6 separate regions of the Mus musculus genome follow, and all the other regions are linked to region 1. Evidence: chromatin contacts called from public HiCAR-type and promoter capture Hi-C data. All regions are on one chromosome and are shown on one strand. Each heading gives the region's core, a stretch centred on a gene start, on an enhancer-like site or on the middle of the called end of the contact. The rest is flanking DNA. Distances are from core to core; before and after follow the strand shown. Region 1 holds the start of Acer2 (alkaline ceramidase 2). Region 2 holds the start of Ifnb1 (interferon beta 1, fibroblast). Region 3 holds the start of Ifna1 (interferon alpha 1). Region 4 holds the start of Focad (focadhesin). Region 5 holds the start of Hacd4 (3-hydroxyacyl-CoA dehydratase 4). Region 6 overlaps Focad (focadhesin).

The links. Promoter capture Hi-C pulls out the DNA fragments that hold promoters and counts their contacts. HiCAR-type assays count read pairs that join an accessible place to other places.
Region 2: a promoter capture Hi-C map of neural stem cells shows a contact between it and region 1. The contact joins the promoter of Ifnb1 here to the promoter of Acer2 in region 1. A contact is called at or near these places in 3 of 39 promoter capture datasets (cranial neural crest, liver and neural stem cells).
Region 3: a promoter capture Hi-C map of pre-B cells shows a contact between it and region 1, with 7 times the contacts expected there. The contact joins the promoter of Ifna1 here to the promoter of Acer2 in region 1. A contact is called at or near these places in 2 of 39 promoter capture datasets (hippocampal neurons and pre-B cells), 1 of 484 Hi-C or Micro-C datasets (CD4 T cells) and 1 of 115 datasets of contacts at active chromatin or transcription factors (acute myeloid leukemia).
Region 4: a contact with region 1 is called in a promoter capture Hi-C map of hippocampal neurons, with 5 times the contacts expected there. The contact joins the promoter of Focad here to the promoter of Acer2 in region 1. A contact is called at or near these places in 4 of 39 promoter capture datasets (embryonic stem cells, hippocampal neurons, liver and 1 more), 1 of 484 Hi-C or Micro-C datasets (muscle stem cells) and 2 of 115 datasets of contacts at active chromatin or transcription factors (astrocytes and cardiomyocytes).
Region 5: a HiCAR-type map of astrocytes shows a contact between it and region 1, with 6 times the contacts expected there. The contact joins the promoter of Hacd4 here to the promoter of Acer2 in region 1. A contact is called at or near these places in 1 of 39 promoter capture datasets (hippocampal neurons) and 1 of 115 datasets of contacts at active chromatin or transcription factors (astrocytes).
Region 6: a contact with region 1 is called in a promoter capture Hi-C map of hippocampal neurons, with 6 times the contacts expected there. The contact joins the enhancer-like site here to the promoter of Acer2 in region 1. A contact is called at or near these places in 9 of 39 promoter capture datasets (the 3T3-L1 cell line, cranial neural crest, embryonic stem cells and 5 more) and 1 of 484 Hi-C or Micro-C datasets (embryonic stem cells).

What each region holds. Positions count from the first base shown.
Region 1 is chr4:86,871,790-86,876,334 of GRCm38.p6, reverse strand. It overlaps Acer2 (alkaline ceramidase 2), which reads right to left and starts at 1,921. Exons shown (of 6, transcript NM_139306.3): 1 at 1,739-1,921. The coding sequence starts at 1,846.
Region 2 is chr4:88,521,174-88,525,539 of GRCm38.p6, reverse strand. Ifnb1 (interferon beta 1, fibroblast) reads left to right here and starts at 2,746. Exons shown (of 1, transcript NM_010510.1): 1 at 2,746-3,515. The coding sequence starts at 2,766. The coding sequence ends at 3,314.
Region 3 is chr4:88,847,136-88,851,987 of GRCm38.p6, reverse strand. It overlaps Ifna1 (interferon alpha 1), which reads right to left and starts at 1,901. Exons shown (of 1, transcript NM_010502.2): 1 at 1,332-1,901. The coding sequence starts at 1,901. The coding sequence ends at 1,332.
Region 4 is chr4:88,091,752-88,096,795 of GRCm38.p6, reverse strand. Focad (focadhesin) reads right to left here and starts at 2,166. Exons shown (of 44, transcript NM_001081184.1): 1 at 2,121-2,166.
Region 5 is chr4:88,435,394-88,440,379 of GRCm38.p6, reverse strand. It overlaps Hacd4 (3-hydroxyacyl-CoA dehydratase 4), which reads left to right and starts at 1,465. Exons shown (of 7, transcript NM_025760.5): 1 at 1,465-1,547; 2 at 2,817-2,920. The coding sequence starts at 1,510.
Region 6 is chr4:88,343,249-88,348,104 of GRCm38.p6, reverse strand. It overlaps Focad (focadhesin), which reads right to left. Exons shown (of 44, transcript NM_001081184.1): 27 at 3,288-3,526. Among named protein-coding and RNA genes, the nearest start is that of Hacd4, 93 kb to the left of the region's middle. Within about 2 kb of position 3,459, at least 17 of the 459 cell types and tissues checked have an H3K27ac peak or open chromatin away from gene starts, as enhancers often do. A contact at or near this core is called in hippocampal neurons, where this site is marked.

The DNA of each region.
Region 1 (4,545 bases), core at 672-3,171:
ACAGCAGAGTTTTGTGCTCGGTGCACACAGTTCCAGTGGGATTAAACTGAAACAAAGAGGCAGCCAGATGCACAGGCTGTTTGAAAAGCCAAGATAGGAGGACCTCAAGTTTAATCCCAGCCTGGGCTAGACAGGAAGACCCTTGTCAGAAAGAGAAAAGTTAAGAGGAGGCGGTAGAAGGGAGGGGAACGAGGATGAGGGAAGAAGGAAAGGGAAAGAATATTCTCCCTGGGGGCTTTTCAAGGCTGGCTCAGAGCAACTATGCATGAGCTTTGGGGGACTTTATGACTGGGGCTAACCCTGGCTGAGAGCTCTCACACTCCACAGGAGAGTGCCAGGGGGTGAATGATCCAGCCTGTCATTCCTTGACTCTAGTGAAACCTTTAGCGTTTCTCAGCGGTTCTCCACTTGATACTGCTGGTGGATCTTCTCAGCTACCCCAGCTGCCCTGCTCCGGCCTCTTCTGATGGTGCCTGTCTATGTAGAGAGCATCATAAATACCCCACCAGGTTGGATAATAGGGAACATGTGGCCACTTTCACTAACTAGATCTTTCCCTATGTCTCTGAATGTCAAAGGTCTGGTTTCATTGAGCAACTAAGAAGTGGGTGTGGAGGAAAAGCCCTGGATAAGGCACGGTGGAGAATTCTGGGTCAGTCGCAGACATAGCAGCACATGGGCATGACAGCTCACTGCTCAATAGCCTAGTAATACGAACAAAAACGGGAGTTGGGGGATCAAAAGTAAAGGACAGGGGCATAAAAGGGACTAGGGGTCTATCCAGGCAATAATGCTTGATTCTTGCTGAGAACATTCTTTCCAGAAATCCGAAAGGGGAAAAAAAAAATCCTAAATAGCAATCTCAAACTCACAATGACTCAAAGAGTTCCTGTTTTCTCTGTTTGAACAGCAAAAAAAGATAAGCCAGAAAAATGACCATGCAAAGTCACATTGGATACCAGAGTCCTGAGGGATGGATGGGTTCAGGGGGAAAAAGCAGAAACATTTCCTCTCCTAGGGACAATCCTTCCCTCTCGCAAAGAACAAAATCCCAGGAATTCTGTAAATTTCTGCTTGTCCATATCTAGGGACCTAGGCAAGTCCAGAAAACCCACAGCTATCACTCCTAGACTTCACAGTCACCACTAGGAGCTGGCTCAAAACTGGACTCTAAAAGCAACAAGAAAAAGAACTCATAGGAAGTTACTTGATTCTGGACGAAAATAATTAGATCAACATTGTCATAGTTTAGTGAAAAGGACTTGCCGATTTGTGAGAGTGGACCCAGCCCTGGACATGTCCAGGGCTCCCCTTTCCTAGGGAGCCCAAAACAGGTACTCAGAGGAAAAAAAAAAAAAAAAAAAAAAAAAAACGCACAATGAGACCCAGGTGCGTCACGCCACAAAGATCCTAGGCAGAAAAAAGGGAGCTGCCCCTGTGAGCTCACGTCCCTAAATGACCCAAACTGGAAAAAATGGGTTGATGCGGACCCTTGGATCCCGGAGCACAGGAGCCAAACAAGACAATAGAGCCATAAAGAAGAAAATGACAGGAAGAGCTGGAGGAGCTCTGGAAAGGGACCGGAGAGGAGTGCAGAAATGGAGCTGGAAGAAGCGCCCGGAGAAGGGGGCGTGGAGTGAATCTGCCACGGACGTCCACGGTTGCTTCCAGGCGCCACAGACACGGGGATAGCTCCCTCCCTCCGCCCACCTGCCCCGCCGCTCCCCGCGTCCCGCACCGTGTTGTAGAACTCGGCAATGGCAGGCACGATAGTGTAGTTGTCCTCGCACCAATCCACCTCCGAACTGCCAGCCCGCAGGTGGTCCCACCAGTGCGGGGCGCCCATGGCCGCTCTGGAGCATCGGAGCAGCTTCTCTGCAGCGGCGACCGGCCCGAGCGGCTGCGAGGCACACTGTGCGTCTGTGGCTTTATGCGGTGCGGGACAGCCTCCGGATACGGCGCCTCCCCGCGGCCCTCCCAAGCCGGGCTGTGCCCGCCTGCCACCGCCGGGACACTCACGCCCCAGCCCCGCCCCCCGGAGTCCCGGAGCACGGCGGCCACGCCCACCCGGGGCGGGACCTGACAGGCTTGGGGAACCCCCAAGGGTAGGACCGGGGCTGGGGTGGAAGTCGGGACTCTCCGGTTCCACCGTGGTTGGTGGCAAAGGTCTTCGGAGTCGCTCTTGTCCGCGTGCGTCCAGGTTGTGTAAAGAACGCCAAAACGGCCCCTACCCTTTGTAAAAATGTAAAGTACGGAAAAACGCACAGAGACCCGGACCTCTTTGGACTCCGGGGTAGTTCGCAGCAATTTTCTTCACTGCACTAGGGACACCAATTCTCACGCCTAAGGAATATTCTTGTTCCTCTTGAAGGCAGAACAGCTTTACCAGACCCAATTCGTTGCTGGCTAGGATAAAAAGATTCTCAAGGCTGTAGCAACAGGTTCTCTGGACCCTGCCAAGCATCCTGGGCCACCCACACCAGGAGAGCATTTCTGTAGTACTGAATGTTTAGTCATTTATGGGTAACATAAGACTTGGGGAAACCTTCGGCCATCCCAACCCACAGAAGATGCAGGTAAGAACACACAAGTACAGAACGTAATACATACATAGTTGTATATAGTACATATAGTATTATGAGCTGGGCACTGTTGAGAGAGTGTTCGTTCATATGTCACTCATTAGGTGTCCCCGGTGGCATCCTGGGTAGCGGGTTCTGTTAACCTTTCTACCTTTCTCTTCCTCAGACACCCACACAGCCATTGTCTCCACGGCTGGCAGAAGCTGCCAGTCTCCACCTCCTGTTTACGAAATCCAGCTTTATTCCTTACAGGCCAAACCACTCCTGTGACCTCATTATCCCACCTTCTGTCCCCTCTCCCTTCTCTAGAGCCGGTTCTACTGAAGGTCTTCTGGAACCCAAGAAGAAGAACATAGACTGTGACCTCCTTCTAGGGTCAGTTACAGGCTAGCAGGAGTGAGCAGGCCAGAGCCACAAACGAAAAATGCACTATAAGGGCTCCCTGCACAGTAATGGCTCCCCCACTGTTGTATATTCAACACCAGCTGGTCCAGCAGAACTGCTTTCTCATGTGATCATATTTTTCTCCTCCCGATAGCTTAGGCAAAAATAAGCTGGGTGTAGTGGCACAAGCTTGTAATCCTGGAAAGAAAAACTATCCATTATCTATCTATCCAATATGATATAAAACAGTTACTGTGTATGGCAATTTTCTGAATTTGTGGTCCACGTGATCAAAATGTTTCTTGTTAGTACTGTAACATTATTTATCATTTGCAACATTTTTATTTTTGATTTTTTTTTGAAACAGGGTTTCATGCAAGCCAGGCTGGCCCCCAAAGTGTTAGAATTTATAGGCACATACCATCACATCCAGGTTCTCTCTCTCTCTCTCTGTCTCTCTCTCTCCCTCTCCCTCTCCCTCTCCCTCTCCCTCTCCCTCTCCCTCTCCCTCTCCCTCTCCCTCTCCCTCTCCCTCTCCCTCTCTCTCATCAGTGTGTATTGTAGCATTCCAAAGGCTGCAGTGTGATATATGACACCTAATAGAATTTACACATTCATAGGCATTAGATATGCCAGTTTAAATTCCTAGTATTGTAAAAATGTTGATGATAGACCCATATAAATAAAGGGTATTCAGGGTCCTCAGTACTTTTTAAAAAGACTGAGTCCTGTGGAAAGGTGTCTGTATGAGTGTGCGCGGTACTCATAGAGAATGCTATACAAGTCTATTCATGCAGAGAGAGTCTAAAAGCAGCTGCCAGGTATAGCCTCTCTCACTCTCTGCCTTTACCTTTTAGACAAGGATTCTTCCTGAACTTTGAGTCTGCATTTCCTCAACTAGGCTGGCAGCCAGTGAACCCCGGGACTGATCCTGCTTCAGTTCTCCTTGGAGCTGGGTTACAGCCATGCACCGATGCATGACTGTACATGTAGCAGTGTCTTACATGAGTTCTGGGATCTGAATTCTGCTCTTCCCAATTGCCTGGCAGCAACTCTTTACCACTGATTCATCTCTTTCCAGCCCCTAGTGTCCTCAATATTTTTAATTTTTTGTTTATTTTTATGTGTATGGGTGTTTTGTTTGCCTACATGTTTGCCTGTTCACTACATGTGTGCAGTAGCCATAGAGACCAGAAGAGGGCATTGGGACCCTGGAGCTGGAGTTATAGATGGTTATGAACTGCCATGTGGGTGCTGGGAATTGAACCTAAATCCTTTGGAAGAGCAGCCAGTGCTTTTAACCACTGAGTCATCTCTCCAGCACTCTACTGGAGCACATATTGTCAGAAACAATTCAGGTTTTAAATCAAAGTCCTTCACTGTCAGAGAGAATAAGCTCTTTTATCTTCTTGGTTCTTATGTAGGGTCTCTGGCTAGATTTAGGATTCCAATCAATACAAAACTGATTGGTTGACAAGAGAAAAACATAAAAGTTTTGTTAATTTCACATGTGCCTAGGAGTCTTCACAAGGGTGAAGCCTGAAGAAATGCTCAAAGAATGATATTTTTGTATTAAACT
Region 2 (4,366 bases), core at 1,497-3,996, 1.6 Mb before region 1:
CATGGATTGTTCAGCCTACTTTCTTGTAAAACCCAGACAAATGTTAGCACCACCCACAATGGGCTGGGCCCTCCTCCTTCAATTATTAAGTAAGAAAACCCTACAGTTGGGTCTTAAGGCAGTGTTTTTTTCTTTCTTTTTTTCATTTTACTTTTTATTAGATACTTTCTTTATTTACATTTCAAATGTTATCCCCTTTCCTAGTTTCCCCTCCAAAAATCCCCTATCCTCTCTCCCCTCCTCCTGCTCTCCAACCCACCCACTCCTGCTTCCTGGCCCAGGCATTCCCCTATACTGGAGCATAGAACCTTCACAGGACCAAGGGCTTCTCTTCTCATTGATAACTGACTAGGCCATCCTCAGCTACATATGCAGCTAGAGCCACAAGTCCCTCTGTGTGTTTTCTTTGATTGGTGGTTTAGTCCCAGGGAGCTCTGGGGTTACTGGTTAGTTCATATTGTTGTTCCTCTTAGGGGGCTGCAAACTCCTTCAGCTCCTTGGGTACTTTCTATGGCAGTGTTTTCTAAATTGAGGTTCCTGTCTCTCAGATAGCTTATGTCAAGTTGACATGAAACTATTCTGCACAGATGGCCTCAGGCTTACTCTGTAGCCCAGACTGACTTTGGTCTTGCAATCTTCCTGCCTCAGTCTCTCAGGAACTGAGACTATAAGTCTGTGCCTTCATGGCCAGCTTATTTGGGCTTTCTTACTCAACTTAGCTTATACTAAGTTGTTGAAAATCTCATGAGCAAGAATCCCAGAAAACAAATCAGAAGTTATGTTCATCTTTCTGATCCAGCCTCCAAAATCATCATTGGTTCTTAAATATAAAAATCTGCCCAGACCTAAGAGGAGACACAGACACTCCCACACACCTTTCAGTGGGTGAACCTAAAGTCATGCAGAATAAGAATTCTGTTTCAGCTGGTTTTGAAAAACAAAATCTTTGTACTTCAAATGTTTGAATAAATTTATGACTCGAGTTGACGGCACCCTAGAGCTTTTATTACTCTGTTCCCTTTGCAGATATGGTTAATGAAAATGGTAACCTTGGCCAATGATGTGGTTCAGCAGATTTCGGGATACTACATGATCAAAGAAGAGAACAGACTTCTATACATTGTCTTCTTACCTCCTATCTGCCCACTGTGGCACTCACACCCATCATTCCTGCCCCCACCAAATAAATGTACATTTAAAATTATAAAATAAAAATTCCTACGTCATTTTTTGTTTAACTTACATTTTTATAAACCCACTAACAGCAGACAGGTCTCATCTTTATCAGTCCCTCAAGGTTCTCTTCCTGGCGTCTGGCTAGTTTTAATTTTTCTGTGGGGAACCCCCTGGAGAGGGCAGAGAATGATGTTTTCCATTCTTTATCACCAGCATGGTTCTGACACTGGCCTTTCCCTGGCTTTCTTGGTGGCTTTGCTATACTGAAATGTATAATTTGTCCACAGTCACATTATCAGTATTTCCTACTATGCCTTGGAATTCATGTATTGATAAAATAGAACACCCTTCTTCCAATGTCATTTTTCACATTCCTTTATTTGGTCATTTGACCTTCTAATCCACTGCATATGTTTTATGTATCTTATAATATTGAACAAATCTCACTTTGCCCTTAGTCAATATGTAATAATGTTTATGTATTGTTGGATTTTAGCTGTGATATATGTTTCAAAAGATTCAAGGTTTTTCTCCAATGGAGATTTCTCCCAAAGAACTCATTTTTGTGACTGTGAATAATTTAACAAAACCTATTGTTTTGTTTTGTTTTTTAAAGTTTCTTTTTTACTTCATTTCTAGAGTTTCCGACTCTGGTTTTTACTATTCTAAATAATTATTTAATACGCTAAGCTCTTGCATGAGAGCACTGCAGCTGTGATCTGAGTTATATGCACAAGATCCTGGAATATTTTCATTATCCTGGAGACACTGTGTTACTAATAACTCTGTATTTGTTCCTGCCAGTACTTACTCTCTCCTGTGGCCCCTCATTGTCCTTGCTCCTTTAGAAGTGGCCCAAGTTGGTTTTTCTCACTTCTCAGAGCTCCCTCTTCTGTTGCTTTGGTGAAGTGCTGGGAAACTTGGCTGCTTCTCTCTCTGTTACCCACTCACAACCCTTCCTTCCCTGGTCTCTTGTTTTGACACTGCTCAAACTGGACCCCCACTTTAAGCAGTTTCTCCAGGATGTGGGGTTCTCTCCCAAAGGGAGCTATGGCCCATTGATGTGCCATTTCTCTTATAGTACACTATTGTAAGCCCCCTGGGAGCTCACAGAGACCCTCTCCCACCATCCCACTATTTCAAAGGGCAGCAGCTGTGCCATCCTTTCAGGATGAGCAGCTACTCTGCCTGGCTTTTCAGTGGACACTTTGGCTGTTTGAGAGTTCTTTTATCTTCAGGGCTGTCTCCTTTCTGTTCTTCTCTCCTGGATATTTCTCTTCCTTTGCTCCAGCAATTGGTGAAACTGTACAAGATTTTATAAATCCTTAGTTTGTATATATTTTAACCCAGTACATAGCATATAAAATAGCCAGGAGCTTGAATAAAATGAATATTAGAAGCTGTTAGAATAAGAGAAAATGACAGAGGAAAACTGAAAGGGAGAACTGAAAGTGGGAAATTCCTCTGAGGCAGAAAGGACCATCCCTTATAAATAGCACAGGCCATGAAGGAAGATCATTCTCACTGCAGCCTTTGACAGCCTTTGCCTCATCTTGCAGGTAGCAGCCGACACCAGCCTGGCTTCCATCATGAACAACAGGTGGATCCTCCACGCTGCGTTCCTGCTGTGCTTCTCCACCACAGCCCTCTCCATCAACTATAAGCAGCTCCAGCTCCAAGAAAGGACGAACATTCGGAAATGTCAGGAGCTCCTGGAGCAGCTGAATGGAAAGATCAACCTCACCTACAGGGCGGACTTCAAGATCCCTATGGAGATGACGGAGAAGATGCAGAAGAGTTACACTGCCTTTGCCATCCAAGAGATGCTCCAGAATGTCTTTCTTGTCTTCAGAAACAATTTCTCCAGCACTGGGTGGAATGAGACTATTGTTGTACGTCTCCTGGATGAACTCCACCAGCAGACAGTGTTTCTGAAGACAGTACTAGAGGAAAAGCAAGAGGAAAGATTGACGTGGGAGATGTCCTCAACTGCTCTCCACTTGAAGAGCTATTACTGGAGGGTGCAAAGGTACCTTAAACTCATGAAGTACAACAGCTACGCCTGGATGGTGGTCCGAGCAGAGATCTTCAGGAACTTTCTCATCATTCGAAGACTTACCAGAAACTTCCAAAACTGAAGACCTGTCAGTTGATGCCTCAGAATGAGTGGTGGTTGCAGGCAACCTTTAAGCATCAGAGGCGGACTCTGGGACTGGTAGTGAATCTACTGCATTTGAAAGGTCAAAGGAAAACAGAGTTTTTATTAATTTATAATTTAAATTATTTTCTACTTTTTATTTAAACTTTTTAACCTCAGAAAATAAAATATTTATAATACAAAAAGTCAACACGACAATTTAATTTCTACTGGTTTCTATAGCCATCTATGTTAATAATTGCTGGACACTTCTTATAAAGGGTTCTTTGTAAAGTACTCCTTTAAAAAAAGTAGTATAGTTTCTGGCTCCTGCCTTTGAGGAACTTAAAATCAAAAGGAAGACACATGCAATACACAAGGTAAGAGATAATGGGAAATCTAAAGCATCTAGGGAAATGACTGTGGCATCACCTGCTATGGGATTGATAAAGGAAGCAGCAAGCAGGTGGCTCTAAAGCCAGAACCTGGGGTACCTTCTGCTTCTCCTCTATTGCTGGGGCTCTGTGCTTATAAAGTTACAGCCTGCCTGGGCATTTAGGGTGGCCAGACAGAGGAATGTATCACCTCTTTTATTTACCCCAAAACCTTTGCCATCAGGGAAATGATCTGCTCCAGGTTTAGTGAATGTGTATGTGCTTCTAAGCCTACAGATGAGGAGCCCCTAAGCACCCCGATCCTTACTAAATGCCTTTATCTTGCTCCTCATGATCCCCTGGGGAAGCTGAGGGTGTCTGTCCCTTCTTCACTTCACATCTGCATCATCTTGTTCTTCATCCACCTCTCAGAATTATCTGCTCCTGGCCCCTCAACTTGGTTCACACAGAATCCTGGGTTTATCCTTCTGGCTTCCATCTTTTCTGCAACTCTCAGAGCCAAATCCGAGATAGATGATCAAATTAAACCTGGTCCCTAAGTGGGAAGCAAGAAAGTATATACAAAAGGGGCATTCAGGAGAGACAGAAAACACCAATGTCTCCAACAACTGTCCTGAGAAAAATCAAAACTTTTAAGGAATTCTTCTGGTACCTTGCC
Region 3 (4,852 bases), core at 652-3,151, 2.0 Mb before region 1:
CATTTGTCACCGTATAGGCAGGATAGATAGTTATTACAAGTGTGCTGTATTTTCATACTCTGTATATGACTTCACTGATATTTGTTCTTGTAATTATTTAACACTGCTGTGAATTGAGAGTAGACTAATGGGGAACAGGGTCAGGGAACAGAGACACTGCTAACGTGTGGAGAATCCCTTTCAAAGCACAGTAAGTCACAGGAAGGGAATCTAGCCAGTCTGAGCATGGAAAACTGGCATGACCAGGGTTCTGACAGACCTTGCCCTTCTCCCCTAATCCCTCTGCCTTGCTATTAAGCATTAGATGGGAGTTGTTAAGCTAGCTGTCAAGGGGCTATTTACATATTTGCCCAATTAATTCACCTAAGCATGACTACCAAGGTCTAGCTATTAAAGTACTGAAAACCAGCAAACAAAGGCCTCCTTGTGGTTCCCCCAATTAAGCTGTACAATATCAAACACCTCATCCTAACAGAGGTTTCCCTCCTTTTACTTTTATTAATTGCCATCTGCCTATGGGCCATGTTTGCTTCCTCTCTATCCAGAGGGAGTCCTTTGTGCTCCCACCCCCAGGACAGTATCTCTTCCCCTTCTTCCTTCTTCCCTTCCCCTTCTCCCTAGTCCTCTATCGCCTGTCCTTGTCTTATTCTTGGTCCTTTGTCTTTCCAGGTCAGGTAAATGACCTTTGTGCTAAGAACATGGTTGTGGAGTGTCTTGTAGAAATACCGATCCCTTTACACAGTTTGACAGGAGCAAGATCTTATGCCTGATCCCTGAACAGTGTGTTGTCTGGGCATTCAGAAGAATACAATACACAGGAGAAAAGAAAAGACGTAGGAATTAACCATGAATGGATGAGAAATAAATCTAATCGCCTGAACACTATGCAATGTCATATGTAACTACAATACTTGGAAGCTTGATTATGTATATAATTTCTTTACTGAAAAATACCAGTATACACAACATAAAATTTTAAAATAATTAAAGAATGAACAAATAAAACAAGTTACATTTAGTAATAATTTATAAAAAACATAACTTTACCAAATTATGCTGCAATATATGTTACATCACACAGATAGTTAAATAAGTGAATAAATAAACACAAATAAATAAATAAATAAATACATACAAGCATACATACATACATGCATACATACATGTATACATAGAACTGAATTGAAAGAGAACAAGTGCCTTTACAGAAATATTTAGGCAAATTGTTTGAATTCCTGCCAAAATGAATGACAGTTTTGAGATGACAGAGATATGAGCAGAGAGGTACAGTGTTCTAGTCTGGAAGAGTCCTCTACACTTTGGCTCAGGACTCATTTCTCTTCTCTCAGTCTTCCCAGCACATTGGCAGAGGAAGACAGGGCTCTCCAGACTTCTGCTCTGACCACCTCCCAGGCACAGGGGCTGTGTTTCTTCTCTCTCAGGTACACAGTGATCCTGTGGAAGTATTTCCTCACAGCCAGCAGGGCATCTTCCTGGGTCAGGGGAAATTCCTGCACCCCCACCTGCTGCATCAGACAGCCTTGCAGGTCATTGAGCTGCTGGTGGAGGTCATTGCAGAATGAGTCTAGGAGGGTTGTATTCCATGCAGCAGATGAGTCCTTTGATGTGAAGATGTTCAGGATCTGCTGGGTCAGCTCACTCAGGACAGGGATGGCTTGAGCCTTCTTGATCTGCTGGGCATCCACCTTCTCCTGCGGGAATCCAAAGTCCTTCCTGTCCTTCAGGCAGGAGAGAGGGGAGAGTCTCCTCATTTGTACCAGGAGTGTCAAGGCTCTCTTGTTCCTGAGGTTATGAGTCTGAGGAAGGTCACATCCTAGAGAGCAGGTTGGCCAGTAGCTCAGCACCGCCAGGACCATCAGGAAAGCACAGAGCCTAGCCATGGTGAGTGTTGCCAAAGCTTCTGGTCTTCTGGACTGTTTGGTCCTGATCCTTCCCCTCTAGGTTCTCTGAAGACCATCCTGGGTGAATGTGTCTTAAATAGGGCAAACACTGGTTTTTACTTTCTGAATGCCCTTCCATCACTTTCCACTTGTCTTTTCACTTTCTTTAACTCATTCTCTGCTTGCGTCTGGGTGTTTTCTAAACCATTGTGGTTTTCATTATTGCTTCCTCTTTCACTGGTCCTCATCAAAAGCTTTCTTACATTTCTTTTCCTAATTTGAATTTTCATTAACTGTTACAGTACTGATAAACTGTCCTTACTTGAAATTTACATATTTAGTATAAATCAAAGTTTTCTGTAAAATAGTCTACAAACATTAACCAAATTGATTTTATAATTAATTATTATTTTATTTATATTGCTTACAGAGTATTTAAATCATAATACAAGGTATGGTTGCATGTTTCTCTCAATTAATATACATTGAAGCAAAGGGATACTTTAAAAGTTCCCAATATTTAAAGTCCTAAAATTGGTTTTTTGAGTTACCTTCATTAAAAGTAACATAAATTTATATGAAGCTTGATTTAATAATCACTGTACATTAGTTATTTATCTGATAATTTTAGTGCCATCAGGAGGATGCAGGGTGCACAAAGCTTGCTATTAAACTCAATGAGCTGAGTGTGAACCCACAGTTGCATTAGAGAACCAGTGCATGTACAAGAGCCGTGATCACAACATTCACAACATTACAGGTTTGTGCATTCTCTCTCTCTCTCTCTCTCTCTCTCTCTCTCTCTCTCTCTCTCTCCCTTTCTCACTCTTTCTCTCTTCCCCCTCTCTTTCTCTCTCTCTCTCATTCACACACACATACAATCACACAGAATTACACATTCACACAAACACTCATTTGTGACAAAGGCACCTCATGTGGGTTGTTACCCTCTACCTGCATTCTTCTTTGACACACTGAATTCTTTCAGTTTAAGATTTCTTCTCTGTGGTTATAGCACCTTTTCCCTGATTTTTCTCTTTCATTGCATGGAATGTTGTTCTGATTTTATTTGTTATATTTATACATAGTCTTTTAGCTACCTGTGTCTCTGACTATCGCTTTCAAATCTTTTTCAAGCAATTCAAAACTTTGCTCTTTCTCTCAGAAATCTACCAGGATCTTGCACATTCTTGGTTCTAAAGCACCTGACAAAAGAAATCCCAGTTGATTTATACTCCTAACAGACCAGTATTTGCTCCACAGTGTCTGCTTGGAGATCCTCATTTTTTTTTTCCATTTCTCTTGGTGTCATTTCACAGGATTGAAAATCCAGCAGAACTGGTCATAATGTTTTGTGCCCATCTCAATAAACTGAAGAATCAGAAACTCTGCCTTATTTCATTTCCTGAAGCAAACAGCAAAATCTCCCTTTTTTTACAAGTTAAATATCAGTGTCATTATTTGTCATCTATCTTTTGTGAATCTCACTGTAGTTCATAATTTTTCAGACACAAATATTGTAAATTTTGGAGACTTATTTAATAATTAAAATAGGCAGTAGGGGAGATAGCTGAATCAGGAAAGCCCTTGCAGTAAATGAAGAAATAGCTGATTGGTTTCTGAGAAGTCATGTAAAGGCCGAAGGAGGAGTACATGCCTATAACCCTGACTCTGTGGAAGAGGAACAGACCTGTACCTGGAATACTGTACTAGTCAGTGTTTTCCAGAGCACTTGAATTTATAGAATTTCTATCTGTTACTCTCTCTATATATATGTATATATATGAAACACGCACGTGTGTGCGTATTGTGTGTGTGGTATTATAATGACTTACAGGATAGGGTCTAACCAATTCAGAAAATGTCTGCCTATGAGCATAAGTTCAAAGAATCCAGTAATTGTTCACTAGGGTGGATTTCTTAGCTGGCATTCACTATGTGCCAGATTCCAACACCATTAGGCTCTAGTGCCAGTGAAGGAATGGATTGCTGGCAAGGGGAAAGCACACAGGCAAACAGCAAAAGCATCTTTCCTTCATGGACTTACACAGGCTTCCAGCAGAAGGCCTGGCTCATAGCACAGGTGAGTCTTCACACCTCAAAGATCCCAATTAAAGCTGTGTCTTCCCATTTTAGAGATCCTGATTAGAGTGGATTTTCCCACTCCAAGTTAAGCAAAATTTAATCACAGGTGTGCTCCTAACTTTGGGTTGTCAGTTAATTTCATTTTATTCAAGTTGACATCCAAGAACAGCCATCAAAAGATAACAGGCCAATCAGTATGAGAGCAATGGTGAGCCCTTGATTAAGTAAGATATCCAGTCACAGAAAATGAAGTCAAAACCTGACATTGATTGACATCTGGCAATACTGTACAACATATGTGTCCAATAGGGATTTTATAATCTAAAACATGTAACAACCATTTGTTGCAGTTAATTAAAATTAACTATTTATTATTCATAAAGTGAGTACAAAGTCTACAGCAATACTGAAAAATGAAAGAACTGGTACAGGTGACACCAGCCTAAAACTCACAATATTTTACAGACCTATAATGATAAAAAGAGCATAGGTTTGGTATCTGAACAGATGGTTGATCTATGGAATAGAATTGAAGACCCATATAGAATTCCTTACACTTACTGAAATCTTATTTTTAAGAAGGAATATAAAAGCACACAATGGAAATAAGAGACCAAATGAATGGTGCTCATCTAATTAGATGGTTGCTTCTACAAGAATGAAAATAGATCCATAGTCATTTTCAGGATGAAAAAGACTGAAATACCTAGCACCAAGAACCTTGATATATGACTTGATACACTAAATCTGATAAAGGAGAATGTGGTGAATAGGCTTCAACTCATTGGCAAGTGCAAAGGGCTATAGATGTGCTGAACTGCGCATGTAGAAAACAGAGATGGGTGTCACGTACACTCTACCATTCT
Region 4 (5,044 bases), core at 917-3,416, 1.2 Mb before region 1:
TTACAAATGTCATTGCATTACTCTCAACATTGTGTGACTTGAAACAGATTAAAAATCTTTTTTACACACTTTCAAATTTTGTAATCTAGTGTGTGAAATGAATGGGATCTACATTTTTAAAAAGGTTGAAATAATTTTTATAGAGGAAGCTGACAAACAACACTTGTCCAATTAGCTTAGCAATTCTTATTTACCATGATGGAAATGGTACACATAAATTCTTCTCAATTAATTGCTATTTATAAGTCACAGATTTAAACTATACTTCTAGGGCTAAGCTGTATTTTATCATATGAAAGAGCTCTATACTAATAGTGATTATAATTGATTTACATCTCTAATTAATATTAATTCAACTAACAGTTTATGGACAATGTCAAATATCATGAGGCTCGGAATATCAGAATAATTACCTTTGAAATCATTTTATACTAGAAAAGGGTGATCTCTACTATGTGTAAATACCATTAATCAATTACCATAAGAAAAATCTATCACATCTATACAGGTATTTGTTACCTTGAAGTAACAATTTATTTACTTTTGGATTATTAGGCCTCAATTAGAGCCATCAAGCAATTAAAACCCACCAAATAGTAACATGATACAATTTTAAATTATTTCAATTAAAAAAGAAACAAAAAAAAAAAACTAAGCAAGATATGGAAAACAAAGAAATGTGAACTGTTAATAAGATTAATTTGGTAAGTAAATAATTCAGTTGTTTTGGCTATCACTTATCACCAAAGCAAGTCAAAAGCTTTGAAAACTGCATTCTTGTCCAGTTATCTCTATGGAGTATTTTTATATATAACAAAAAACTTCATGATTATTACACTTCAAAATTTAGATGAGTCATGGTACTTTCTTTGCAGAAACTGGATGTCAATCAAAATTGTAACCATGCACTCACTCGCTTGCTAGTCAAGTGTTTGTGAACAGAAACACTTGTCACTGGAGCATAAAATACACAATCATAAATGACATCATGTGTTTTTTACTTAGTTGGTTCCCAACTGCTAACACCGTTCAGTAAATCTTGAACATTTGTAAATTTTGTAAAATTTGAACATTCCAAAATTACAGAATACTTGTAATCACATCCCTTTACTTTTCCATAGGAAGCACTAGGATCACCCCTCAGGGCCAATGGGCTTTAGGGTTTATTAGAAGGAGAGGGAAAAGCAAAAAACAAAATTAAATAAATAAATAAATAAATAAACCAAAGCAACAAAAAAAAAAAAAAAAAAAAAAAAAAAACCCTTGGAATAAGGTCCAAGAGAGCTTCATCTTTTGCATCTAAATCTAGATCCTAAAAATGAACCACAAAAAAAAAAAAAATCCATCTCAAATCTTGTCAACTCAGACACTAGCACTGGCATATTAAATGCAAGCAAAGGCAGGTACTATCTATCCACCAAGGAACTCATTTTAAAAGTTTGCAATGAATGAGTCAATGACGGTATGATTTCACTGGATCCAAAACTACAAACAAGGGGTCAAGGCACCATGGCTGAAACAAACTGGGATTAAGTCCTACACAACCGCAGGCGCCTGCAACCGCTGAAGCCCCACAGAAAAACTCTTCAGAGCCAGAGACCTGAGTCAGAAAACAGGCTCTGCTCACCCAAGAGCCTTTGCATTAAAGTGGACAAAAACTGCGTCTGAGTCCCGGGGAACTCAGACAGTCACCCCAGGCCAGACAAGAGGACACCAGGATCTCTGGCGCTGCCCCGAACCAGCGACCGGGTTAAGGAGGGGTGACAACCGCAACCTGAGGCAGGTAAGCTAGACAGATCGTGCCAGCCTCTCCGGCTGCCAAGCCCCTCCACTGCCAGCGGGTCCTGGAGCCTTACACCAGGGAACCGCTTGAGGCCAGATCCTCCGGGAGCCGGACGCTTCGCTGGACCAGCAATAGGGGCAGCAGGTCAAATGCCCTGCCCGCCTCACGCGACGCCACGGCCTTGCCGCCACATGCTCCGCCGCGGGCCTGCACCCCAGCCCAAGTGGTCCAGCTTCGGTCGCCCTCGCCCCCGTGACCGCGGCTGCAGCCGGACCCGATGCGGCAACTGCCCACCCGGCTGCCGCCGGTGGACGGTCAGCCACGCCGCATGGCTTACCTCACTTCTGCCACAGGCACAGCCTGCTCCCGTGCCTGACGTGTCCCACGCACCGCCTCCACCGCTCGGAGGCGGGTCCTGTCGGAGACAGCCAATACGAAACCTACTTCAAGAACCAGTCCCGCCTCCTCTGCTGGGATGCCCGCCCCCTCGCGCGCATGCGTGACAAGGCCTTGGCGGCTCACTGCAGTTAGATGTTGAAGTGAAGCTGGGTCCCAGCCCTAGCCACAGCCAGACTTCGCAGGGGTGCAGGCTGATCTTCAGGCTCTGGGATGTGAAAGCAAAGGATCCTGTCTGGAGATGCCACTGCACAGAGCCAGGGAGTCCTGTTGGCAGCTTTAGGAGATGCAGGACAGCTTCTTGATATTTGGAGATTTTGTAAATCCTCGTGACTGGAGTGGGGAGGAGGGGCAGGGGGAGCGGGGTTGGAGTACTCATGATAGCTAGGGTTCAGAGCCAGCTTGCTTCCTGGAGCTGCTGCTCAGTGACTTCATTTCTTCCTGCTGTGCCCTTGCTTCTACTTGTATAGTTGTCAAGGCCCAGGAATTTCTGCTACGGGGGAATTTGATCTAAAGAGAGCTGGCTCAAAGAACTTTACCACGACTATTATTGTTATATAACATTTATTATAGCCAAGCATTTTCTTTAGCGAAATAGGAAGGAATGGTCCCACAGGGGAAGTCTGTGACACCTGGCACAACGCAGCAGAAACGAAAACAACTGCGTTTATAAATAAATAAATAAGTTAAAAGGAATAGAAATCTATTACCTGACTGTTTCTGAAACCCCATGCACTTTTAGAAGCATTAGGACGCTTTAAAAGAAGCCTGGGTACATCTCTAGAGATTCTAATTCTGTGGTAGGAATTTAGCAAGCAGTTTTGTAAGTTAAATTTGCAAGGTCATTATAATATGCTAACAGGAAATTCTTGGTTTCCTATACTTCACCTCAGAACAATAATTACATTCCACACACCATCTCTAGATCTTCCAATAACTTATAATGCATTCATTCTGTAAGAATTTATCTAAATTAATTTTGAACATGTTCCTGTATTCAATCGCTTATATCCTTGGGGACATGGGAGTTCTGTGAGATTTATAATTACCTTTTTGGTTTTATTAGTTTGATGATATTCCCATAAGTTTTCCAACTACACAAGTACAAATTTTAGGAACATTTTAAATTTGTTTCCTTTGTCTATTCCTGTATTTGGTTTTTTGAGACAGGCTCTCATTTTGTAGCAAGCAGTTTTGTAAGTTAAATTTGCAAGGTCATTATAATATGCTTTTTGTAGACAAGACTGGCCTCAAAATCAGAGATCTGCCTGCCTCTGCCCCCCAAGTGCTGGGACTAAAGGCATGGGCCACACCCCTGGCTTATTCCTGTGTTTCTTGAGGCTCACTTGTTCCTAATCGAGCATGTAGTTATGTCTGGTATACTGTTTTAAGTATATCAACTTATTTAATTCACAGACCAAGTTGAATAGTAAAGTTATTACATTTTTTTCAAATAAGGAAACTAAGCACAAAATATGAAACACTTTGACCAAGGCTATTTACCTAGCTGATACATTTGAAACCAGCCATCCTGTTCTCAATAAAGTGTCTGTCTCCAAAACTGATAGTTTAGGATCTTGTGGGGAAATACTTACTCTGAAAGATCTTAGCCCATTTTTGACTCCAATGAGAAAATATCTTACTGAGTGAATATATTACAGATAATAAAAAATGTATCCCTCATTCGATAGGCTAGAAAGTCCCAAGCCAGGAATGAGCAGATTTGTCATCTGGTGTGGGGCTTGCTCTACAGACAATACCTTCTCAGTGCCCTCCTATAGCAGATGGGGTAAAGACTCCCAACACTGTTTTTGTTTCTTTGTATTTTCTCCCTGATGATTCTGAAAGGTCAAACTGTGGGCTTCATGCATTCTAAGTATGTGCTCTATACTCACTAGGACCCTCTCCCCTGCAAACCTTCCTACCCCATATCCTGCTCTTCCTCTTTCCTTGTCACAGTGTCTCACTCCATTGCCCAGGCTCACATCCAAAGTACTATATACTTGAAGTTGACTTTCACTCACCATTCTCTTGCCTCAGCCTCCCAGGTGATGGGGTCACATTGTACCTGTATCAAACTATTCTGATAACGATACTAACCACATCCTTGAGGTTTAGTCATTATGACCTAATCACCTCCAGGGGCATCGTGCCCTCCTCCCTAGCATGCTGGGGATAACCCAAGGCTTTGCATGTGCTAGGCAATTGCTCTACCACTAAGCTATAACCCCAGCTATTAATGCTATTGCATTGGAAATTAGCTTTCAACATAGGCATTGCAAGATGAGCTGGGCAGTGGTGGTGCATGCCTTTAATCCCAGAAGCAGGTGGATCTCTGTGAGTTCAAGGCCACCCGGGTCTACAGAAGGAGTTCTAGGACAACCAGGGCCTCACAGAAAAACCCTTTCTCAAAAACAAAGCAAAACGGGAATCGCAAGATCAAAGGTGTAATCCAGAAGTGTGTGAAGCCAATTTAGCCTGGAGATCAACTCAGCAGCCAGCACAAGGACAAGACCAAAGGTCAACACCTTAAAACCAGGAAGAGTTCTATAAGCTGCCAGACAAAACTTTCACTAACATGCATCTGAAATATATATAAGTCATGTACTGTCTTAGGATTTCCATTGCTGTGAAGAGACACCATAACCAAGGTAACTCTTATAAAGGAAAACATTTAACAGATTCAGAGATTCAGTGTATTAACATCGTAGAAAGAGCATGGCCTCCAGGCAGGCATGACACTGGAGGAGCTGAGAGTCCTACATCTTGTTCCAAAGGCAAACAGGAGAAGATTGTCTCCAACGCAGCTAGGAGGAGCATCTCAAAGCCCATCTCCACAGTAATATAGTTCTTCCAATGAGGCCA
Region 5 (4,986 bases), core at 216-2,715, 1.6 Mb before region 1:
GGTACATGGAGCAAAAGGGTGATAGGAAATGAGATAGGGCCCTGGATGTTGATGGCAGATGACAAAGGTTTGAGGGGGGTGTTTAAAAGAGGGGTTCTAAACTCTGGGGTTAGAGATCTGAAAATGCACCCCCTTCCCTCCACCCCTCCAGATAGGGTCTCCCTCTGTACTCAGGGTGCCTGGAACTCACTGTGTAGCCCAGGCTGATGCTGAAGGCGGAATCAGCTCCCCACCTCGGCTTCTAGAGTGCTGGGGTTACGGGTGTGAACGACCACGTGACATGAATTTGTTCCTACACTGCCATGAAGGCCAGTGTACAGGAGACAATGGAGACAGTTGAGAGGACAGTGCAGCCTCTGCCAAGGGGCTTGAGAAGGAACGGAGGCTACAGAGGAGCTGGCCCCTGGTGGGGGGCGGGGAGACACGGAACAGTGGGACATCTAAGAGGCAGACTCTGTGACAGCTATGAGGAAGGAAACCATGACCCAAGAAGAAAAATTGCTGACTGTAACTTCTAACCCTGCTGTTTATCAGCTGTGTGACCTGTGGTGAGTGACAATATTTCTTAAGGCCTCAACTTCCTTTTTGGTAAGATGGAAGCACTACCTTCCAACTCCAGCAACTATATGTAACTGTTCCACTTGTGGGTTTTGGGGGAGTTTTTTTCTTTTCTTTTTTTTTTCTTTATTTTTTCCCATTTCTTCTTTTTCTTTTTTGGTGGTGGCGGTGGTTTTTTTTTTTTTTTTTTTTTTTTTGGGAAAATACTTTGGGGAGCTGTTTTGTTCTCTTCACCTGGTAGAACAGAATAATTGGAATCTGATCTTCACGAACCCAGGAGGTGGGTCACTCTGTCTAGGAGATGGGATGCCATTGTCCCAAGAAACCAGGAAAAGATGTGTGGGAGTGTTGGCCATGGGCAGCGACATTAACTTAAGCGAATAACATTAACTTAATGACATTAAACATTAAATAAATGACATTAACTTAAATGAACAAAAGCATTTATGCACACCACTGCCACCCAGGTCTCTAAGTGTCAGGGATGGATTTCTGGAGGGCTCTGGCTCATGTTTGAACAGATATTGGGCCATTTGCCCTTAGCTTTCCTTCCTGAACCGTTCTCCTACCTTAGGGCTTCTAAGAAAGGCCCTGGCCACCCTGAGGATCATGCAACCTTAGAGCTAGTTATATCCAGTTAAGAGTATAGGCAGGTGAACTTAGGGGTCTCCAGCCACAGATCAGTAGCCTGGGATCAGTTTGGAAAGCCTCGGGCGGATGTGCTTGTTCATCCCGCATACTTTCTATGCCTGGCCAGCTCTCCTAGGGCAGCATGGCAGGAATTTGACTTTCATCTCCTGCCCATCTCCTGACCTCTGCTTTTTTTCAAAACTTGCTGAGTGTGTTGAGGCCCCGCCCTTCCCGAGCCCAGCCTGAGGCGTCCCGCCCCTACCGCTTTCCCAGCCCACTCCTGCTGCTTCCCGGAGGTGCCAGAGGAGCAGACTGTGGCCCATGGGGCCCTCGGTGCTGCCAGCCTGGCTGCAGCCCAGGTAGGATTAGGGGGCTGCGGGGAGGGAGGGGCCAGGGAACTGGGCAGAAGCCCACCCATCGGCTTTCACTCCCGCGAAGCTCCTGACTGTTTAACACTGCTCCTTCTGCCTGGTAGTGGATTGCATTTTCTCCTCCATAGCTCAGGACAGAGGCTTTGCTGTTTCCTTCGGTTTTTTAGTTTTGGAGATGAGGAAATGGAAGGGTGGGCTGCAAGGCCACCTCTTCTCTTTGTGCGCTCCCACAAGTTCTTCTCTTCCTTGTCCTTGCTGCGCCCTAGATTTTGGCACAGGGTGATTTTGACAGCATCCTGTAGCAGCAGCATCTGTCACAGGCCAGATTCCAGGGAAACTAGGGCCTGGGGGGAGTGCTTACCTGAAGCCTGGTGATGCTGATTGGCTTGCAGTTTTCCCCTTTTAACCCCTATAGCAGTTTTGGTCATCTGTTGACTGCTCCATAGAGTTTGCTTATATATCTTGTTTCTCAGAAGTTTCCAACTAAGAGAAGTCATTGTTAACACTAACAAGGCCACTCTACACATCCTTGTGCACACCGGGAAGCCCTTCACCTCCTTTTCCAGCTCCTCAAACCAAGAATCACCAATCTTCTTTTTTAAATTCAGTTTACACCCTGGCTGTCCTCTCCCCAGGAACCCACACACACACACAGCTTTACACTCAGCTTGACTTCCTTTTTTTTTTTTTGGCTGAGCAACTAAACTGCTTTCTATGTGCATTTGATGGAGAGAACTAGCTTCCCTTGTAAAATACAACAGGAGGCAGGGCCAGGAAGAACGAGAGTGCAACCCCAATCACAAAAGTCAGGTGTGTTCAATGACTGAGTCATAATCCAATTGTGACCACTCCCCTTTGATAACTGTAAGCCAGCTCTTTCAAGTTAATTTGGCAAGCTGAGCTACTGGAGTTCAAGCTGCCCAAATCAGTCCCTTTGCGTCAGTGTTTCTTCCCTGTCCCCTTCAACTTTCAAAGCTTTTCTCATAGTGGCTGAAAGTGTTAGAGAAACAAGGTTAGAATGTTATCAAAGATGAGAATGAAGTGTGGAAAAGAACTACCTTTGGTTTTAAGCAATCTCAGTCAACATACTCTTGTTAGATAAATTCATCCCATCGGACTCTCATGGGTTTGGAGGGACAACCCAGTGAAAGACCCCAATATAGAACTCTGACCTGGAACAGTTTTCTTTTGCTTGCTCAGTTTGACTGGTACATTACATTAAAAGATGTGTTTAATGGCATTTTTCTGTATTTATAGGTATAGGAAGAATGTATATCTTTTCATCTATTACTTAATTCAGTTCTGTGGCCACTCATGGATACTGGCAAATATGACAGTCAGATTCTTCTCATTTGGGAAAGGTAAACACTCCTAAATGGTTTCGATTTCTAACTATTATCCCTGGATTCATCTGGCCTCACTGATTTTCATTTTGAACTTCTTGCATCCTGCATCTGGAACCATTCACGTCTCTGGAGTTTGTTTTTCCATAAGTATACTTAACTATTTCAGACTTAAAGGGAGAAGATGAGACCAGGCGAGAGGGGCCTGTCTTGCCCCAGAGCTGCCAGTTTGCTCTGAAAGCAAAAACCTATCTTTGGAATGTTCCATTTTGGTTCTGCACAAAACTCATAAATTAAACACATTTTGAAAAGTCTGTAAGTTCCAGCCTGACATTCTGTGCAGAGCAATGAGAAATTAATAAAATTCCTCCACTGCGTACTCATCCCCAGACTTAGGGTAGCTGGAGATGGCCAGTAACTGAATGACAGACAAACTTTATGCCCCCAAGACCCTGTTTGATCCCTCAAGAAGTAATACGTACATGACACACACACCGATGACTAGTCACCGACAAGCAGTTGGTATTGATGACTTGAATCATAAGCTTCCTTCAGTTTCCTAAAAAGTCAAGAATTCATGCTTTAAACTATTCACTTCAGATTGTTAAAGAGTGAATCACCAAGTGACTGTCAAAACAACCTTCTCTGAGTCCCATCCCCACATGAGTAAGTGTCATTACAGTTTACAACTGTTTGGTGACTTGACAATTTGAGCAACTGCTGGTTTAGCTAAAAACAAACACGAGCGTAGCTGGAAAAAAAAAACATGCTGAACTCATCAATCAAGTCTCCTGTATCACACTCATCTGTTAGACAGTAACAAACTCTCCTGTGTCTCTCAGTCTTACTGAAAATGTATACAATCTTGCCTTTGTTATTAATCTCAAAGCCAAAGCAGAAGGCTTGAATGTCAACCATGAGAGCTGAGAGTTTTCAACCAGAGGAAGACTGAGACACAAGTGGTAGGAGGCCATCAGCTCTGTAACCTTGTTAGGATAGGCTGTGTGATCAGACTGCAGCTCATTTACACCCCAGGCCCCAGTCAAGAATTCTGATGTGGCCCTAACCCTAGAGTGGGCGAAGTAGCCTTAGCCAAATGTCTTGCCACTATAATTGTAGCAGCTACTGTGATTAGATAAACAGAACTGGTCTGTTCATTGGAAATGAAGCCTGAGAACAATGGAATGGGAGACCGGTTCCATTCCCTAAGCCAGTGTCTCTCAATCTTCCTAATGCTGGGACTCTTTAATATAGTTCCTCATGTTGTGGTGACACCCCCAACCCCACCATCATAAAATTATTTCATTGCTACTTCATAAATGTAATCTTCTAGTTATGAATCCTAATGTAAATATTTGATATGTTGGATATCTGATATATGACCCCCGTGGAAGGTTGTGTGAGCCTGCAAGGGGGTTCTAGCTCACAGGCTGAGAAGCTGCTCTAGGCAATGATTCAAGCTGATCAAGAGCAACAGAGCCTTGAACTTGTGTGACCCCACTATCTTCTTCTGTCAGGACTGTGTAATGGTAGGTACAGGCAGAGGGTAAGAGTATGGACTACTAGTGTGTCAGCAATTGTGTCTCAGAGGGGCATGTGATGGGGCATTTATTTAAAAAAAAAACCACCAAGATAAGACTCTCCAGTGCCTGGTCAGTTATAATCATACAAACACCTGGAATCCAGTAAAAACAGAAAAATCTCCCTTCAAGACTCTGAATGGGGCAGGATTTTATTGAAGATCTTAAAGCAACACGTTTGTCATCAGAGGACCAACTGTTCCCTTCTATTCCAGTTCCCTCTAAGGCGAATACCTCAGTCGTGTCTTCTCATAATGCCAACTCCAAAGTTCAGTGCTCAAAACAAAGCCAGAGTCACTAGTCCCATCTGTGTACAGGACCCAAGCACGAGCAAATGTGGTGTGTGACGTCTCAGCACCACAGTGTCATTTCCATAAAATTTCTATGAAATCAGTTTTCTCATTGCCCTCTTTCTCAATGAAAAAGCTGAACATATCAGCTTTTAGTAACTTCACCTCCAAGTGATCTACATGTCAAGGGGTTTAGATTCTGATGGATTATGTT
Region 6 (4,856 bases), core at 2,210-4,709, 1.5 Mb before region 1:
AATGCAGTTTGTGACTCCATGTCTCAGGGGTATGGGTTGCCAGTTAGTCTTATTCCTTTAATTTTATAGTTTTTAAGGGGGAAAAATCCCTAGCCCCACATTTTTGTGCTTCCATATAAGAATTGGTTTTTTATAATTGTCTTAGTGAGAATTAAGACTGGATTGTAAAAGAAACCTTAGATGGGAGCTCTATGGCTCTTTCCTCAGGCAAAGCTGTGGGCTTCCTTACTCGCACTCTATTACCCAGAGTTCCTCTCCCTTCATCCTCAGATCATATAGGATGAAATGCAGCCCAAGGATATCAAGCAGCCAGAGAACACTTTATAGCTTCCATACCAAGATTACAGCTTATAAACATGGATTCTACTGTGGCATGAGAGAAGCCCTGATGGACAGACAGACAGACAGGCAGATGAGATACAAACACACACACACACACACACACACACACACACACACACACATACACACGGGGTATGAGAGGGGCATTAAATAAATAAATTCCTTTAGAATGATTCTTAGGAATAAGGCATAATTAAATATTCTCATATTGAGATCATATGTATATCCTCTACAGGTTAGGAGCTTTGTGTAATGAACCTTCCTGAATAACCCTAGCTAGGAATTCAAATTCAGGAAAATATAAGTCAGATTAACTGTGATGAGTCTCTTCTAGGAGGGGGAATACTCTGAGAACAATGCAGTGCTGACATCTGTTCTCTTAAGGAGTACTTCACACACCCATCTCAAGCCAATAGCTCTCTTGGTATTTAGCTTTATCTTATATTATTTATATTACTTGTCAGTATTTTACCTGTACGTTTGCTTGCGCACCATGTGTGTGCCTAGTGTCAAGGAAGTGTCAAGGAAGGCAGAAAAGGGACCAGGATCCTCTGGGGCTGGATTTCCAGATGCTGTGAGCTGATATGAGGGTGCTGGGACTCAAACTCCAGCCTTCTGAAAGGGCAGCCAGTGCTCTTAACCACTGAGCTATAGCTCCAGCCCCTATGTTTGATTATATTTTTAAGATTCATTTTACTTTAAATTTTCTGTCTGTGCTTGTTGCCTGTGTAGGAGTGTGTGCACATGATGCCCTTAGATGCTAGAAGAGTGTATTAGAGCCCCTGGAGCTACAGTCAGTTACACTGAGCCACTCAACAAGGTACTAGGTGCCAAAGTCAGGTTGTTTGGAAAAGCAGCAAGCACTCATAACCTCTGAGTCTGCTCTACAGCCCCTAACCTTTATTTTATGGGGGAAAAAAGCAACAACAACAACAACAACAACAAAAAGACAAGTCTGAAAAACTACAACATCTGGTAATATTGTAATTACTAATTAAAACAACTACTGGTAGAAAGAACAAATAGTTCTGATTTATCTGATCTAAAAGAAATGGGCAAGTAGGAACCAGGGATTATTGTATGTTGACCATACTGTCAAGACACAGGTCCCAAGAAAAGAATAGTACTATTAGGCAAAGTTAACATCTACAGGCCAGGCATGGTGGTACACACTTTTAATTCCAGTACTCAGGACTTTGAGGCCAGCCTGGTCTGCACATCAAGTTCTAGGGCAGCCAAGGCTACATAGAGTGACTCTGTCTTAAAAAACAATGAAACAAACCAATCTACCAGTGTTCTCAGTGACTCAGCCACAGATGAGCTTCCTGTGTCCTTGTCCAGGATTCCCTGCAGGTACAAATTCAAGTAAGAGAGACAGGGGTGGAAGGCAACCTGGGAAGGATGATTACATTAAACCCCAATGCAAACCTGATAGTCATAAAGCCACTGCAGCACCTTATTCCAAGTTAATGAAGAAGTGAGCCCAGCTGGGATGGGATGAATCGAGTCGCCTACAGCTGAACTGCCAAGGGCTCGGTTTTAGATGGAGAAACATACGGCTTGAAAGCAAACGGAGGAAGAGCCTGAACACAGATGGTGAGGAGAGCACCATTTGTTGCATAGCAGCAAAGGGGAAAATCACTTTGAAGCCTTAAGCTTTTACAAAACACTTTATGTTCTATCAGACACGGGAGGAATGGAGGCGTCGATTCCCATGCAAGGGGCATATTCTTTGTTCACATCTAGAGCTGGGACTCCATGAATATTCTGGGCATGTCTCATTTTCATTTGCAGATACTATGCCAGTCATTCCACTTGTCTGACAGATGCTTCCAGAAGCTAAAGATGTCCTCTTGAAATATACCATTCCCAAGAGCATTAGCAATCTCCCCCAAAACACAATAGTGTTTGTTCAAGGTAAGCAAATTACAAACACAAACTTAAATTGAGCACTTTAGATGCTGTGTAACATCATTCATTTTATCCACAACACAGTGTTTTCTTTGGGACCACTAAATGCTACCAACTAGGAAGTGTAATACATCTAACAACATAGCTAGATGTTTCTCCCTATATCCTATTTCCCATGTAGGAGGAAGCGGCTGAAGTCCAAGTCACTACCATCAATATCCACAGTAAAGAAATATTCATGTCAGACTGCACTACGATCAACCTGGATGCATAAAATTCTAAGGTTTAATATAAAATACAGGGAAAAGACAAATTATTAACAAAGCTAAGATAGTTTAATTGATGTGTAGAAAACTTGCCCATTTAATGGAATTTTCCACCTGGGTCTTTCATATTCCTTTTGCACCATTCACTGATAATGCTTAGCAGCCGAAAAATGAGCAATCAAACCGAATAAAGCACCCAGCATAATATGCACAGATTAGGACTCTTTAAAGATTACTAACTGTAGTCAGGGCACAGAACAAAGGCAGCATTTAAAGCTGAGCACATGCTGTTCCGGGTGATTCTGTGACTCTCAGCACCTCTCTGCTACATGGGACTCCCCAGTTGTTTCTTCCCAGGTTATGGAGATGTCAATAAAGGAGCAACAATGAGAGGGGGAGGGGGAAGTTCCTCTTTACTTACAGTCCTCTAAGACGGTTCATGCCTATTAATTATACATTTGTACTACTATCTCAGCCTGAGATGATTTTCAAGTAACCAGTCACTTGAATACTAACCCTTAAAGAATACTAATATCCATGTAATATTTTAGGCAGTCAAACTCACCCATATATGAGAATAAGCAATAAATTCAACCATTTCAAAAAGTTTAGCAAGCACATACTGCTCAGATGCAATGTTTAGGTCCCTGCATGTATGTGTGTGTATGTGTGTGTGTATGTGTGTGTATGTGTGTGTGTATCTATATCTATACATCCCATCACCTAAATCACAAAGAGGAAACACAGCAATACTTCAGTCAACTGTACCTGAGCTTCTCTTCACACAAGCGAGAGAGAAACATCCCCAACGCAAGGCCCATGTGGATTTGCACGGCCTGAGATTCATCAGCACTTGGTTTCCCAGGTAACCTGGCAGTCAGCATGTTCAGGATTTCCTCAACCTTCTCTTTGCATGAGATAATGAAAACTGGCACTAGGAGAGACAAAGCCGTGGCGGCAGCAGAGCGCGCAATAGCGCTCGCTGTGTTCTCGCCAGAATAGGACTTCTAGAGCAAGCAAAGAAAGAAATCGGGTTAGCCTCTTGCTTTAAAACACAAAGGGTGCACATCTGTCACATGGGAGCTTCTCCTATACCTGCACATAAAGGAGACTCTCACTGTGACTTTTTGCACACCCAGCTTTCAGTCAATGTGCCCATCTACTACCGAGGAATGTGCTCTGAAATTAAGATGGAATTCTAAGTGCCCATGTTTCAAGGCTGCGGATTCTCTCACTATATAAAGTCAGTTTCAGTGTTTTTAAAAGCCTGCATGCAAATAACAGGAAAGCCAAATGGAAAGCTGCCTGAACATAGATGTGCTACATTACAATTGTTCAGAAAGCTAGGACTCGTCCAGAAAAGAAAAGGGGAAGGGCTGTGGATAAGAGTTAAGTTCACTGCGGAGGAACAGGTGGAAGTTCAGCACAAGGATCTATTGGCACATCTCCCAAATGTTTGTTTGTGGGAACACAACCCAAAGATGGGCTATTTTCTACAGGGGATTAATTCCTTTTACTAAAGAGGGAAGTTGTTGAAATTCTAAAATCTTCTGGTTACAAAGCAATAACCAGCTATTCAAAAGGAAACTGGGGGCTCTACATGTGCCTTCTGATATGCAATTATGGGAAGGAAAATGAACAACAGCCCTAATAAACTGACAGAGCAGCCGAACATGAACAGCATCTGCAAGAGTCCCACGTTAGAGCCCTCTGCCACACATGCTATACATTTCGTAAATGTGCCTCAAGTAGGGAAGAAAGTCTCTCTATCTGCCTCACTGTTATCCACTTGGGATTTCCAGACATGCCATAGAAGCGGCCTTTATTCCCAGCAGTCAAAGCACTGTACGGTGTGTGTTTTAATCCTGTGTGTTGGCTCCCTAAGCCCTAGGGCTTTAAGGATACACATCAAGCATACAGGACATCATACTGTACACTAATACAACATTTTCAAATGGCAATGCTTCTTAAATGGACTCAGCTACGTATGACACGGGAAATAAAGGAAGTGACTTTTGAAATATGTCCTTAAAATATGTAATAATGTAAAAAGAATTAAAGGGGTAAGCAGAAATTCTGAACTGGCCAATAAAGAGTTTGTCTTACTGGTTCATAAGGACTAAGCAGAATGCCTAGGATTCTCATGTAGTGTGTGTCCTGGTGAGTGTCTGACCCACACAGTTACTCTATATACTCCAAAACAATTTAAGCAAATTGTTCCTTTTCTGGAGGATTCTTTCTCTGAACAAAATTTAACTTCCAATTTAGTTTTCCTTTACCTATTTTTTTTTGTTGTTGTTTTTTTGGTTTTTGTTTTGTTTTGTTTTTTTGTCCAAA